Linked DNA regions of Gossypium hirsutum: region 1 is linked to region 2. The links are chromatin contacts, called in public Hi-C maps. All regions are on one chromosome and are shown on one strand. The core of a region is the stretch at or near the end of the contact, and the rest is flanking DNA. Distances in the headings are between cores, read along the strand shown. Region 1 holds the start of LOC107942038 (oxysterol-binding protein-related protein 1C). Region 2 has its middle 9.8 kb from the start of LOC107942030.

Region 1 (3,379 bases), core at 641-3,140, 36 kb after region 2:
GAAATTATGATCATCATCATCAGTTTCTTCTTCTGCAGCATCAACTCTTTCAGGGTCATCATCTGAGTCGGTTGTATTTCCTTCTGAGTAAGAATTTGGACAAAGGGGAAAAAAACCATAATTAACAATGCTATGAACAGAAAGTAGTGACAATGACTTGAATGAAAATTAAACCAAAGAAGACAGAAAGCAATTTGTATAACCTAGCAATCAACACTATAAACACCTGATAATATTATTAAATGGAACACATAATTAACAATAAAAAAGATGGCTGATAAACATACACAAAAATTGATTCAAGATGACTGATAAACCTCTGCTTAACAAGCGTTAAAGTTGTCGACAAATTAGTTTATAGAAGCGACAATTGAAATAAAATAGTTTTACTGCCTAATAATCTTACCACTTCTGTCATGCTTTACCATGGCGTAAGCCCCTTGATTCGACTTGTTTTGGCTCTCGTTGACCACTGTATTTTCCAGATCAACTTTTTCTGCCTGCAAAATAAGAGTACAAACTAGCAATTTCTTAGCAGAAGATTGCAAAAAAGAAGTAAAAACCTTTGTTTCATATACCTCTAACTGACGCAAGGTTTCGATGAGGAGATACTGTTTCTGTCTAAGCAACAGCATCTGCTTCTGCATTGTTAAGAATTCCGTCCTCATAATCTGCTCGCTATCTTGGATAGCCAATTCGCTTACCCCTTCCTGCATCAGCTGTTGCCTCAACTTCTCCGTGGAAACCGACGCATTGTTCACCTGAACCATGAGCTCGCTATTAGGTATCCTAGGGAACATATCCTTAACCGCCTGAAGCGCTTCAATCCACGCGACCTTATCGTCCCGCGTCTCGGCTCGTAAATGAAGCATTTTCGTTCCGGTGTAAATCGAGAACCTCTTGTCATCTGATTTGCTTTCCCTAATCGAGGAAACCTGAGAAAATTTCAAGATTCAAATAAAAAGAAAGAAAGAAATGAAATTCAAATTTGTTTTTCTTTTGCTTATTTTAATCATTTTTCTTCTTTTTGACCTTTAGGTGGACTTCACCGAAGGGTTTGCGACGGGTGAGGGATTGATGACAAATGGGTTTGCGACAACTGGTTATAATACGAAGAGACTCTTCGCCGATAACTTTGCATCCTTTTTCCGTTTCTTGGCTGACGACGATCTTATCAGGTCCATGGAGTTTATAATATGATAACACTCCGTCTTGCAAAACGAACCACCTCGGTTTCCAACCTTTCCCGTAATTCACCCATTTGAAAAGCACTCCGGATATCCCGTTCCCTACAATGTTGTTTAGCTTCACATCCACTAGAGCCGCCGTCACCTCTCGTCCCGACGACACCCCGTTCTTCTGTTTCATCCGATTATAATAATTCACGCTTCTGCTACGATGATAGAGAACCTGGTGGCTTGGATTGCACGGGCACTGAATTTGGTCCAAGGGTAGGGTCGACTTGGATCGGGATATAGGAGCGGAAGAGGAAGGAGAAAGGTTTCTCACAGAAGGATTACTCATAAAGACGAACGCCGTAGGAAATGTTTTGATCGGAGAATGGCCAGGTACGGTGGTTCCAAACAGCAAAAAAGAATGCGTAATATTAATTGTTCTTTATAAAAAATAGAATAATCGGAAGACACCGGGATAGGTAAAAGCTGACGTGGCGATGGAGAGCACGGTGGTTACAGTTACAGTTTTCATGGCTCTCCACTCTTCATTTTTTTTTTTTTGTTCTTTAAATTTCTTGGATTGTCATTTACGAGATAGAGAAAAAGGAGATCCAATAGTTGAATTTTGTTTATATATATACACATAAATGTCAGTAGAATTTGGGCAGACGGTTACAAAAAAATAGTACTAAAAAAGGACGGCCGTTTGAGGAAAGGGGTGGCCGTTGGCGGGAACTTCGGGCGGGTAACCCGAGCGAGAGAGGGAAAATTTTAATCCCCTGAGCGGTTGGGTTTAACAAAGATGATATTTAATTAAGACATAATAATATCAGAAATTAGTTAAGAGATGCATGAATTTTTCCAATTGTATTTAATTTCGTCCAACTAAACACCACTTTGTATTAATATAATTAGTCGATTCTCATACATTCTTTATTTAGTCTCACTTAGTGTTACTCTTAATGATATGTACAGAATTTATTTATATTTAAATTCATTATACTTTGTATTAAGTTTAATTTTAGTTCTAATCAATGTGTATTTATATTTGTGTGACTAAGTTGGTATAGTCATCAATTCGATTAAGAAATTTACAAAAAAATATTCTTATATGTGTAAAATAATTTATATTATTATAGTGGTATTTTTATCTTTTTATATTTTTAATAAATTCAGGAAAAATATATATATTGAGATTTAAATCTGTGAGCATTTATAAAACATTTCCTTTACTATTCTAACCAAAAGCTTTATTTTAATATTTTCATAATACTTCAATATTATTTCACAAAATTTTTTATCCATATCGTTTTGATTCTGTTGTTGATTGAATCAGTGTCACAAATTGGCTTGATACCAATTCAAGAAAAATGATAATAACATGATAAATAACTGAAGTGGATTTAATATTGGAATAATATCTAGTATACTATCGGTTAAGTTTTTAAACTCCACAAGTAGGATCAGAGGGTTGATAAGTCTATAAGAGTATAGTAAAATATTTTTAAAAAAAATATGCCAATTTTTTTAGATTGCTTGTGAAATAAAAAAAAATATACTGTCAGTATATCCAATACTTACCCTTTAATATAATGTATTCACCTATTTAGATACTATTTTACTCACAATTTAAATCAATTTATTATTTTAGTTTTGTATGTTTCATTATTTTTAATTTAAAAAAATTAACCATTTGTTCCCAAAAGAAAGAAGTAATTAACCAAAAAGTATTTTCTTAATTTATATATATAAAATGAAAGAATAAATTATTTTATGGTGGAAGAAGTAGCATTAATTAATTAGAACTAGAATTATGATGGAAGACAACGGCAGAGGTTCTAGTGTGGTAAAAATCTTAAAAGGGAAGCGTCAACTACAAAGTTGAAGTATCCGTTGGCAGTGCATTGAATCTGTGGCCTTCTCGACAAAACCATCAAGCACAATTGGAAGAAAGCATGGATGTTATAACTGGATTCAGTTCATTGTCCAAGAAATAGAATATTCGATGAGGGAAAGTATCATTAAACCACAAAACCACAAAATCATCCACATTTGTCACCATCATCTATAATTATTGTCCACTTTCTTTTTTTGTTGTTGTAAAGCAACTGGTTTGGTTTGTGAGTGTGGAAGTTTTAGAACAGCAGGCAGGTCGGCAAGTATGACAAATCACTATACGATGTTGACTGTGCTGCACAGTAAAC
Region 2 (3,861 bases), core at 539-3,038:
TCATCCTTTGACTACACTCTTATTCAATAGTTGAAGTAGAGCCAAGAGGGTAATATGTGTGCCGATTGTCTGACGAATCTTGACAAAGCCGGGGAATTAGGCTGGTTTTGCTCAATGCTCATCCTAATAGTCTACTTTCCTTGCTTCAAGCCGATGCTTGTGGTAAGGATGCTCTTAGGATTTAGTTTCCTCTAGTTTTCTTCCATTATGTATAAAAATATATATTGATCATATGCTATCACATAAAATTCACTAACACACACTAAAGTAAAGTTTTCTTACCCAAATTTTTATATTGACAATTTTATATCTAAAAAATAAACGGAGTTATTTACAACCTAAATCCTTTTAATTTTTTCGCATTTTTTATTTATTAATTTAGTTTCTAAAGTTTTATAGTTATTCTAGATTCAAAAACAAAATCCCTATATATTTTCAATTACTTGTGAAAAAACTGTTATTTTTCTCTTCTTATTTTTATGAAATTAACATAAAATTTTTAATAATTAACATATAACTTCAAATAATTAATTGAAATTGTTTATTGCTATATTTAAAATTTTAACTAATAAATATTAAAAATTATATTATGTATTTTTAACTAAGTATTAAAAAATTCACTAATGTATATTAAAAATTACATTTACTTTTAGATATCAATTGTAAATTAAATTAATATTTAATTAATACATGTTAAAAAACTATATTTTTGTAATTTCAAATAAATTAATTAAATAATTTTCTAATAAATAATGTTCAATAACCTAATTAAATAAATAATACATGTTCATATTATTTTAACATTATTTTACTAATATCTAATATTTACATAACATTATTCAAAATTATACATTTATAATCACACAAAAATAAGTATTATTATTAAACATTTTACAATCCATAAATTAACAACACTAGTGTTTGTTAATGCTCATGTACAAATTTTACTATCCTAATTTACTATTAACATTATATGTTTATATAATTTTTTAAATTGTGGATTTTTTATTTTAAATTTTTAAATTTGTTTTAAATATTAAATTTTCATTCTTATATTATATTAATCATAACACAAAACTATAAAGATTCTAAAATTTAAATATTTATTTTATTTTATTTTTAATTTCTTAATCATAGTATTTCTAAAATACTACAAATTTTGTAGCCATTTTGCAAGAAATAAATATAATATATTTAATTGATATATACAATCAAACTCATATGTCGATAAGAAATTAGTGTGTGTATATATATAATATTACAACATATTTGATGCATAAGTCTCATGCACCATCAGCGAATAATAACATGACACCTCATCATTAAATAAAATAAAAATGTAATGGAGGACTTATAAATAAATACTGATAACTTTATTTAAACATAATTAAATAATAACTAACTATAAATAAATGGTAAAACCCTTAAACCCAATATCATAAATTCAAGAGCTATTAATATTTATTTATAATACTTATAATTAATATTTAAATAAAATTATTAATATTTATTGACAAGTCCTCCATAATTTTATATTTAATTTAATGATAGTTAATCGTAGTATTATTTACTGATAGTGCTTAAAACTTATAAACCGACAATACATACAATATCATTCGGTCCATAAATTTTTTGGGTTTGATATAAAAGGCTATATATAGTTTTTGGGCCTATTGAGCCGAGGAAGAGATTTCGGGCCTTAAGAAGCCTACTTGTGCTGGGTTTCATAGACTTTTCTGTTAGTCACAATTTGCAGAATGCTTTCCAATGCCCAAACCCTAAACTGTCTTGATGTTTTTTTCCCCACAAATTTTGGTATCTAATACTATTATGAGGATGATGGGTGATGGGTGATGGGCAATGACATTTTGAATCATAATAAAAAACAGTTGGCAAGAAAAATGGCCTATCAATTGGACATGTAGGTCCCAAATTTTCAAGTGGCAGTCGCTAGCAACCAATTTGTATGTTCGATCACTATAATTTCTGTCCAACAAAAAGATTTTCTTCCTCGAGAAAAATAAATGTTAACTAGAATGACAAGTCTCACTCCATTTCATTTCAGTTCTCATCTTTATGGGTCTAGCTATTCGTTTAAGTCTAAAGGGCTATTCGAAATTTAGAAGGATTTAAGCAAAAATGTTAGACTCGAAATATAAGTTCGGGCAAAAAATTTAAGTCTTTTTAAAATATGAGTTCGGCTAGGGCTTGAACATTCAAGGCCAAAGCCCATCCTGACTAGTAATGTTTTATGTTATTTTATTTTTATATATTATGTAATTTATAACACATAAAAATTAAATCTATAGTAGTATTTATAATATTACTACCATGATGTAAACATTAAAAATTGTTAAGGAGCCTATATATGAATTTTTAATAAAAAAATATAAAATTATTAAATATTAAATTAAAAATAACATAAATATATATTTTTGATATTTTAAAAAATATATATATAGACAGGCCTAAAATGAGTAGGGTTAGTCATTTACAAATATGAACGAGCTTGAGTAAAATTTTAGGTCTATATTTCGAAGCTTTGCTTGAGCAAGTATAAAGTATATTAATACCATTCATAAGCTGACTTAAACTCAATCCATAAATACCTCTAATTATAAGCCATAAAACTAATATGTAGATTAAGATTTAGGTCACCTTTATAATCTAAGCATGTGATTCATTGTTATTTAAGTTAATTATAAAATATCAAACAATTTAATTAAACGATAAAGCAAATTTCCGGATGTATAAAATCCTTAAAAGAAAAAATAAATTGTTTTACAACTCAAACTTAAATGGACTCACATCCTCAACACTCAACCGACAATAGCTCTTTCACTCTTCCACTCCATAGCTGGGGATGTTGACAACATTGCCTTCCAATAACGTCCTGTTCCATTGCCATGTATGGTTGTGTTTCATAACGTTACAATCTTTAAAAATCAACCCAATCATTCAAACTTTTTTTAATCAATACAATATATTTAAAAATAAAATAAAGAACAGATAGATAAGTTTTGATCATATTTGTTCTTTTTGACGCAATGTCTAAAATTAGACATAGCACCCTTCCAACCCATAAACAGGAGGATAATGCGCTTCAACGCACTCGAACATTTATCGTCATGCATTGACGACTATGACGATATCAATCAAACTAAAACTCAAGCGGCAGAGAAATATTGATTAAACTTATTATGGAAGCTCAAGATTCCAACAATAAACTTGATTAAACATACTCCACTGTACCAAAACAGAAATGATGATTTAAGATGGCATATTTTATTTTGATCTTTCCTTAAAAATAAAAGTGAAGGGAGGCAAGTAGGGAACTGGAAAATGGTATCATAAACTATGCCTTTTTCTGAAGATGAGACAATATTATGGTGTGGTACCCTTACTCTGTCTATAATCTTCCTTGGTTTTCCTGAATATAGATTTAGTTAAAGGGAAGAAAACGTGAATCATGCACAGCTCTCGTTGCTGCCACTCACGTTTCCTAGCATTTAAATATAAATATTAGGGTAATGAATCCCCACATATGTGCTTTCCAATAAACTAAAGATTCTGCTGCCTAATCTCAACAAATTCTCTCACTTACCTGTAAAACAAACCATTAGTTAATTTTCATTTAATAACAAAAAGTAGTATTAGAATACAATAATCACCCAACAGCTTTGTTTTTGGAACTATATCCAAATGTAAATCCCAATATAAGCCCCCGACATGGCGGTAAATGGTAAGTCAAGGCTGAACCCTATTTCTGTTTCAGATTAGACTGACCTTTGATATAAGCTGTTTAAGGTTACATAATAGCAGGCAGACAGTACATCTGATTAGACTTTGCCTCTGTCTTTG

Evidence for each region. A called contact is a pair of places that touch in the nucleus more often than the background predicts.
Region 1: a contact with region 2 is called in a Hi-C map of leaf, with 1.9 times the contacts expected there. The contact joins the promoter of LOC107942038 here to the enhancer-like site in region 2. A contact is called at or near these places in 8 of 34 Hi-C or Micro-C datasets (callus and leaf).

The regions. Positions count from the first base shown.
Region 1 is chrD05:21,646,508-21,649,886 of Gossypium_hirsutum_v2.1, forward strand. It overlaps LOC107942038 (oxysterol-binding protein-related protein 1C), which reads right to left and starts at 1,891. Exons shown (of 11, transcript XR_001695744.2): 1 at 1,033-1,891; 2 at 579-935; 3 at 407-500; 4 at 1-83.
Region 2 is chrD05:21,610,418-21,614,278 of Gossypium_hirsutum_v2.1, forward strand. No RefSeq gene overlaps it. Among protein-coding and RNA genes, the nearest start is that of LOC107942030, 9.8 kb to the left of the region's middle. Within about 2 kb of position 1,789, at least 3 of the 9 cell types and tissues checked have an H3K27ac peak or open chromatin away from gene starts, as enhancers often do. A contact at or near this core is called in leaf, where this site is marked.